Linked DNA regions of Gossypium hirsutum: region 1 is linked to region 2. The links are chromatin contacts, called in public Hi-C maps. All regions are on one chromosome and are shown on one strand. Each heading gives the region's core, a stretch centred on a gene start, on an enhancer-like site or on the middle of the called end of the contact. The rest is flanking DNA. Distances are from core to core; before and after follow the strand shown. Region 1 holds the start of LOC107896054 (ethylene-responsive transcription factor 1B). Region 2 holds the start of LOC121207986 (early nodulin-75).

Region 1 (4,860 bases), core at 1,876-4,375, 460 kb after region 2:
GTTTCTGGACTTCAGAATATTTGGACGGTTTTGGGCTTTAGCCCTCTACTCTATAACATGCTTAATATATAATATACGTTTGGTATATTTTTTTATTCTATAATTAATTTAAAAAAGTTGTTATGTGTTTTTTTTAAATATATATTTATATAAAATATTTATTAATTTTTTTACTTACTTATAAAATCTAAAAACTTTAGTAATAGTATATTAAAATTATTATTTATATATTAAAAAAGGTTACTAAAAAATCTCTTTTGAGATCACATTTTAAGTTATAATGATAAAAAAGAAAAAAGAATACATATTATTAATATATACCTAAAAGAAGGGGTTAAAAAGATTGAGTTTCAATATATATATATACTAAAACATTTTTGTAACGAAAATGGAAGTATTACTAGATGAAGTTAGAGTTGAATTCAAATGAAAGTATTGAGTCTTAATTTTATAAGAAGAAATATAACTGATGCGGCAGTCATTCCATACTATTCTCGATGCATAAGTTGATTTAGCAAAAAAAAAAAAAATCATAAACAACCGTTACAAAATTCAATCAAATTCATAATTAAAATATATACAAATAAAAATTATATGTAACGTGACTTAAATTAAAATAAAATTTTAAAAATTTATACATAATTTGTACAATTTAGGATTCGAACTTAAAATCTCATATTTTTTATATTTACTATAAATACTTTCAATATAATTGAATATTTTATATTAAAAGATCTCTGTCACTTTATTTTATTTTTAAGTAATTAAAAATTCAAATATAATTACATTTTCACACACTATTAAGGTTTATTTAATATAAGGCTTGATTATTTTTTATATGAGATAAATATAGCACTTATTTTATGTCACAAGTTATTTTTATATAATAAATTAATATTATTAAATATGAGAATATAATTTTAGTTTTCATTTGATAGTAATTCAATTTAATTGCAACTGAAGAAAAATCTAAAACGCAAACTCAACAAACTTTCAAATTATTTGCTCTTTGGATCTTTCCTGAGATATTGTCAATTACTTTATTATTATTTTATACATTTAATAATTTTAAACACAATATAAAGAAAAACACTGTAAATATGACCATTTTAAAAATGATAATATAATTTATGTACGTGATTGAAAATATATAAAAATAAATATATTATATTCGTACAACTTACCAAAAAAAAAAGAAAAAGAAAATACGACATGCTAATATATATATATATATATATATATATTTGAAAGAGATCTAATGTTTTCATTTCTATTAAAAAGTATATTTTTCATAAAATCTAATATTTTCATTAAACTGAATCCCATGTTCCATTATTGACAAGTAATTTGAATGAAGTTGCCTTTCGGTTTACATCTAGCCTATAGATAAAATTATTAAGAGCTACGTATCATAATTCTAGAAGTGTCTTATTTAAGTATATATTTATTTGTAAATCATAACCTATGTATTCATATACTACTTATGTTCTTTTTATGTGATAATCATGTATAATTCACCATATATTTATATAACGTTTAAGAGTATTATGTGAGTTTAATCCCAACAAACAACATCTTCCACCTTAATTAGCCATATATATTGATTAATTTATTACAAATTTACATGCTATTTAAGTATCAATTAAGTTGATATCACTAGTATTATAATAATTTATATGTAATCAAATCAAATTAAGGGGTTTGAAAGGTATGAATAATTTAAGATTTGCATAAAAAAATTTATAATCTATTGATATCCACATATATTTATGTTTATGTTAGAGTATAAGGGTGATAATGCGAAAGACATTATTCTCTTTGAATATTCTGAATACCTATAATTTTGTACTCCAATCTAAAGAGCTAATCCCTAAATAGACGAAATCATTGCATTTGAAAAATTTTGCATAGAGAAACTCATATCTGTTTAAAATACATATCTATTATTATATTTACGTATTTTATTGAGTTATTATCACTCTCAACTAAATTTTAAATTCAATAATAAATTTACCAAAAACCTTTTATTATAATCGAGGTTAATTTTGTATTTTCATATAAAATCTAAAAATATACTTTTGCATACTAAAATATTAAGAATAAATAGAGATGAACAATAGTATATGTTGGTGTGAATTAGTAAGGTGTAGCAGTTTGAGCCAAAAGTTGTTCCAAGTAATCTGCACCTAAATCCTCAATCACCATCACATTGTTTATCCTCACATCTCTTTCCTTCTTACTTCTACCGGTCATTTTCCTTCTCATAGAATGTGTTCTCTTTAAAGCCACCACTGGCGAACACCCTTCTTCTTGGTTACACTTCATTTCCTCCAGCGACTCCCTCACTCTTTCCACCGGAAAGTTGAGTATGGCGGCGCTGCCTCTCATAGCAAAAGCGGCTTGATCATAAGCCAGAGCAGCTGCCTCTGCACTCTCAAATGTTCCAAGCCATACCCTTGTCCCATGTCTGGTTGAGTCCCTTATCTCCGCCGCGAACTTCCCCCAAGGCCGCCTTCTTACTCCTCGGTAACACTTTTCTTTCGTCGGACTACCCTTTTCCGTTGAGCTTGATGTTTCCGTTTTGACCTCGGTGAGTAGGCCATACAAAAGCATCTCCTCGGAGTCGTTTTCGTTGAAAGGAAGAGAGTTGTGGTTGAACGGAGAAAATTCCGACGACCCGAATGATGATTCCGATGAGGAAATGGAATTTGGGGACTCAAACAGGAAAGAATCCATTGATCTGCTCTGTTTTTTTTTCTCAACTCTGTTTTTTTGGTGCAAGTGTAGGGGGTTTAATGCAGAGCAGTAGTTTAAGATTTGGCTCCTTTATATACTTCAAATTAAGGGAGGGAGGAATTAAACGTAAAATACGACAGCGTAAAAAGGTTTAACAAGCGGCAAGGAAGATGACGTGGCATTATTTTATTGAATATTTTTAAGGTTAAATGAACACGGGGTCAATTGGAGCAAGGCGGCTAAGTCAAAGAAAGTGACGTCACTACATGATCTCAGCTTTGGTTGGGGATGGAGCTACCATGGGGTCTTGTCCACGTGGATGATGGTGACAACTCAGCTTGGCAGTTGGAAATAACGGTTTATATTATGTGAATAAAAATTTGAAAAAAAATAAATAAAAGAAAGTCTCCTTTTTTTAAGTATTACAAGTAGGATACAAATTTACGTGATAGTGAAAATAATTATCAAATTATTATAATACGGATTAATCAAGTAATTATACAATAAAATCAAACAATTTCAAGTATAAATAAATTAAAAACTACCACAATTCAGATTAAAGTTAATAAATTAGACTAAAACTTAAACATAATAATTACATACGGTGAAACTTAAAGATTATGTATGTATAATAAATCTCAAATTTAAATATTGAAGACTTAAAAAACTCTGAATTTGCCAACTAAATCAAAATATTAATGATATCTTTTTTTATTTAAAAAATATAATTTTTTTTGAAAATCAAACTTAAAATTAATATTAATTAAAAACTTCAAACATAATTTTTTATCACTTAATTCATAATTAAATATTCACCTTTTTTAAATATAATATTTAATTTGCATTGCTAGGAATGGATATTCATTTTATTTATGGTTGTTCAATGAATGGAGGCAAACATGCAAAGGACTTAAGTCACACATGTCCCGACAATGAAAAGCACTATCTGTTTAGTATCAATACTACCATCTATTTAGTGTCAAATTCCTTGTATATGGAAATTGGAAAAAAAAAGAAAAGAAAAGACATAACTGCAAACGCTTCATCAGGTTGGATTGAATTAAGATGTTAAAAATAATTAATTATTTAAATTTTGATTAATTGAATTCGATCGTCTATGCTCATATTTATATATTTTTGTTAATTTAAATAAAATAATAATTAAATTGAATTAAAAAAATATGTATATAATACATAAAAAACAAATAAAAACAATTTATTATAAATTTGATTTCAGTAGTAGAGTTAAAGATCAGTCTATATTTTAAACCGACAGAATTTTTTTTTCAAAATTAATTTTTCGAACCTAATTTCTTTTTATTCAAATATTTCTTAAATATTGAATATAAATTTGAGTTTGAACAAATAGCTTGAGCATTACAATTTTTATTATATACTGTTTAAATTATTTCTAAATCCCTCAAACCTTAAACTTATGCACTTAATCGTATTCCAATTTATATTGCTGAAACAATAACAACATCAATGGACGATGACAGGTTGAGTCGTCAATCATACAACGCTTGTTTAGTATTTCATTATCCCCCGAGCCATTCACGGAGGAATTGAGGCAAAAATAGAAAGAAGGAAAAATTTGTTAAGTTGATATTAATATACGACATCAATCTTAATTTAAGTGTAAACATGATGGATTCTCTTAATAAAAGTCAAGATGACCCATGACTGCAAATTGAAACGTGGATTGAATGTTTAAATGAAAGGTTTAAGAAACTCCATGGATCCTTCACTCCACAATATCTACATTAATTCCTTGGGAGTTTAATAACGAAAATGGAACTTGTTAGTACTCTGATTCTACCATTTCTCATACAGTTGAAACTAGAAACTGTGTTCCAGCCGCATTTTGGAATTTTACTGTGAGCTCTAGAAAACGCATTAAAATTTTTGAGGTTTATAAAAAATATTTAGGTTTAAAAAACACTAAAAATTTGAATAAATCTGAAAAATTTTAGTATTAACTTGGAGTTCACTGTAAAAATTTTTTCGTTGTTTTATCATTTCATTTTCTTCCCCTTCATACAGACTTTGGTAGTTTTTTTTAATCTGTTTAGATTTAATTACTATAAAATATATAAATATTAATATTGTTAAAATTAAACATCG
Region 2 (4,363 bases), core at 920-3,419:
CTAGCTTTGTCAATAGTTATATTACAAAACTAAATGGGGTTGAATAAAGAACCCCCAAAATTTCGCAGGAAGTTAGAAAATGGAATTACCCACCTGGTCAGTAAATAAAATCAACTTTGATGGAGCATACGATGGGCAACATTTTCAATTGGCTTCGGAGATTGTGGCTAGAAATAGCGAAGGGAATGTTCTTCTATCTTGTTCAGAAATTCATCAAGAAGTGGCCTCCGCCTTCACTCTGAAGCACTCGCTTGTCGCGAAGTAGCCCAAATGGGAATATACATGCGATGGCCAAAGATTGTTATAGAAGGCGACTCATTATCAATAATGAAAAAGTGCAAGGCAGAAAAACAAGATAAATTGTAGGTAGGAGCATATATACATGATATTCAACAAATAACATCTAGATCTAGAAACTTAGTGTTTGAATATATTCCAAGATCAGCAAATGGTTTAGCACATATACTAGCAACTGAATCGTTAAAAAAGGAGGAGGTGTACTTGTTAGAAAGCATCCCTGGATATGCTAAAAACCAGAAAGAATTTGATAGAGTGCGAGAACCAGATTGAAAACGGATAGAGAAAAAAAGGAAGGAAGGAAAGTTTCAAATGAGCAGATCAATGGTTTTGGTGATAAAAGCTTTCGTTGGAAAACTTTAACCGTCTTTAAGAAGAAATGGGAGATTGATAGACAAGACGGGCATCAGTGTTCTTTGATTGGGCAAAGTTGCGGTGATAATTATGAGCTTCTAGACTATTCTTATTTTATTTTCTTTTTAGAAATTCTTTTTAATTCGGGCCATTTTTTAATTTTGGGCCTTCTCTTCTGTTTTAGTTCTATTATCTGTTTTGGACTATATGTTTTATTTTTTATTCATATTTTAATAAAGCCCAATCTGATTATTAGTTTTAAAAAAATTATTTTTTGTTGACCAAATTATTTTTTTGTGAAATAAATATAGAAAATTTTAAAAATATTTTTTGTAAATTATTTTGAGTGAAATAAACTAAGCCTAAAAACAAAAGAGAAACGCATGTATAATAGTAGCTTTTGAAAGCTGAAATAATTTGCTGGAATTATATGTTTTGTTCAATAAATTAAATCCCTTGAATGCATTCCAATAAGCCGCAAGTACTATTATATAAATAAAACATAAGAAACTTGATATGGGTTAGAGAGTTCAAATTCTAATAGTGTTCTCAGTACCGATGGGCCTAGACAATGAATACTCCAAATTCAAAGTTTGCGTTATGGATCCACTAATTTCATCAAAATAATATATTCATATTTGGGGTAGACACTAATAAATATTATTCAATCTGGTCCAACCAATGAATCGATTTATCTGAAAAACATATACCATAATATCTTTCACGTGTTAAATCCAACTGTTATTTTCTTTCTTTCGTACTCTTCCCCTTTTCCCATAACCCCATCCAGCGGATGAAAAAGGAACACCTATCATTTTCAGAAGCTTATCATATCTACAGTACTATGGATTTCGTTTTTATAGATAAACTTAGTGGGAATTCTTTTAACATAATCTATAATCACATATTGATAATGTTTCGTGACTCAAATCTGTACTTATTTTATGACAAATTTCTGCAACTTTCCCACAGTTTCAAATGTTCATACCATTTTGTCAACGACATCTCTCGACAGCTTTAACCAATTGCAATTTAAAAAATGTGGAAAACTTTTTACCCCTTTGGGTTTTTTCTTATGCCATGACTTCTAATTCCTCACAAATTTTATAATTTAATTCTCACCCCTTAAAATTATTTCTGGACTCATCCCTGTTAAAGGTATTTAGCTTCTCACGAACTGACTATATAGCATGTGATCCCATTAGAATGTCAAAAAGCAATGTAGATTCAATATTTCACATTGAAAATCCGCAGAACCATGTATGTCGCAAAATTCTTGCCACGTGTTTTTCACAGAAGTTAAACTTCAATGTGTCATGATTTTCACAGTAGCAAATTTGTCAAAAATTTCGACTCCACATGGGACCCAAAGTGCGACTCAACACCGCACAATGTAAACGGCAAATACAAAATTGCATGTGTGGTGACGTCATAAGTCTAGCTTTCCGTCCACTATAAAAGGGCAGCAAATGTTATAGTTTGTGAGGCACAACAAAACCGAGAGATATATTCCCAAACATGTCTAAAGCCTGCTTGCTTTTGTTTCTCGTTGGAGTGGTGGTTTTTATCATCACTCCTTCTCTAGCTAACCAACATCATGGTAATGAGCTTCCCAAGGGTAATGGTAGGAAGCCTTTCCCAGGTGAGAAGCAACCACAACACAAGCCATTCCCCGAACACCGACCACCAATACACCGTGGACCTGGCGGTAAGGGGGAGGAGCCACCACATGGAGAAAAACCTCCTCATAGACACTTATTGACTGTGGAAGTTGAGGACACACATAAACCTCCACGATACTCAGGTGGTAAACCTCCAAGACACTCGGGAGGTAAACCTCCACATGTTGAGGGGTTCCTTGCTGGTAAAGCACCCATGAAGCCATTCCCTGGTGACAAACCATCTAAGGGTAATGAAAAGGGAGCACCTCATGAACCTAAACCTCCTCATAGACACTTATTGAGTGTGGAAGTTGAGGGCACACATAAACCTCCACAACACTCAGGTGGTAAACCTCCACGACATTCAGGGGGTAAACCTCCACATGTTGAAGGATTCCCTGGTGACAAACCATCCAAGGGTAAGGGAAAGGGGGCACCTCATGAACCCAAACCTCCTCACAGACACCTATTGAGTGTGGAAGTTGAGGGCACACATAAACCTCCACAACAATCAGGTGGTAAACCTCCACGACATTCAGGGGGTAAACCTCCACATGTTGAAGGATTCCCTGGTGACAAACCATCCAAGGGTAAGGGAAAGGGAGCACCTCATGAACCCAAACCTCCTCATAGACACCTATTGAATGTCGAAGTTGAGGACACACATAAGCCTCCACAACACTCAGGGGGTAAACCTCCACATGTTGAAGGATTCCCCGACGGTAAGCCACCCATGAAACCATTCCCCGGTGACAAACCATCCAAGGGTAAGGGAAAGGGAGTACCTCATGAACCTAAACCTCCTCATAGACACCTCTTAAGTGAGCCACACAAATATGTGATACCACCCAAAGGTAAGGGAGAGAAGCCTCCCCATGAGCAGAAACCACACCATGGACACCACCCAGGGCACCATCTGGGAATAGAAAATTAAAGCATAAATCATCCTAAGGTTCCCATCAACCTACAGTTAGAAGATCATCATCAGCGTGTATGGTAGGACTATTTTACTATAGGAATAACAGTTGATGTTGATTTATCCTTTTATTAGTTGTGTAGCTATCTAGTTACGTATATTTTGTTCCTGGCTTGGAGGTTGTGCCGTGCCTACCTCATGACTATGTTGTTTTAGAAATTCCAGCCTCATCTATGGTTCGACATTTTATGATATGAACTCTATATATTAACTAGTTTGGGATCTTTTGCTTTCTAAGTTTATTTCACCTATTGAACTATCTAACAATATTTTAAACTGGTGTGATTTTGTCAATTTATTCCAAATCGCTATTTAAGTTTTTTTTATGGGAATAAATTATATAAGTCATATCTTAAAAAAAATTTATTTTAAATAGTGAAGTATTATGAAACCCAATTATTAGTAGTATTAGCTTGGGAAAACATGAAAACAATTATTTAAAATCTTGGCAGAGCATGCAAATTCCTTCTTGTTATAGATGAAATTTTCACATCATTACATAGCAATATATGAAGAAAGGAGGTTTAATTTCTGGCCATTCAAGAATGCCACTTGGGGATGGATGAGAAGTGTTGAAAAGAATAGAATTAAGATACTAATAACAATAAAATAGATTAGTAGTTGGATCCACTGTGAAATTTTGAAGCTTCTTTTGTCTATTAACAATGGTATGGTCTCTATTATCAACCATTAAGTGGTTAGAAAAACTGAATTGATGTTATCGTACCAAAAATCTTCTATATATAACAAATTTACGATATTTTTTTAATAAAGTACGAAATGTTCGATTCTCACTATACTTCTACCTCTCATTTTATTTTTATTTCTTTCAAACAAAAATTATCTTTATCATTCCACTTAAATTTTATTCTTGGTTACATTATTAAATACATTTATACATTGATTATTTATTTTAAACTTAAATATTATCTATAATTTATAACAAATCTTTTTAATTGATAAAAATATCCTTATTTTTAATCATATTACTATTTTCACATTTAAAAATTATTATAATATTTAATTTAAAATTATAAAATTTAAAAGTTGAAATAAAATTAAAAATTAAAATAAT

Evidence for each region. Hi-C and Micro-C count contacts between places; a contact is called where the count stands out from the background.
Region 1: a Hi-C map of leaf shows a contact between it and region 2, with 2.3 times the contacts expected there. The contact joins the promoter of LOC107896054 here to the promoter of LOC121207986 in region 2. A contact is called at or near these places in 2 of 34 Hi-C or Micro-C datasets (both in leaf).

The regions. Positions count from the first base shown.
Region 1 is chrA10:34,213,043-34,217,902 of Gossypium_hirsutum_v2.1, forward strand. LOC107896054 (ethylene-responsive transcription factor 1B) reads right to left here and starts at 3,126. Exons shown (of 1, transcript XM_016821204.2): 1 at 2,039-3,126. The coding sequence starts at 2,736. The coding sequence ends at 2,137.
Region 2 is chrA10:33,752,670-33,757,032 of Gossypium_hirsutum_v2.1, forward strand. It overlaps LOC121207986 (early nodulin-75), which reads left to right and starts at 2,170. Exons shown (of 1, transcript XM_041078527.1): 1 at 2,170-3,246. The coding sequence starts at 2,170. The coding sequence ends at 3,246. LOC121208488 (a long non-coding RNA gene) reads right to left here and starts at 729. Exons shown (of 4, transcript XR_005903553.1): 1 at 94-729.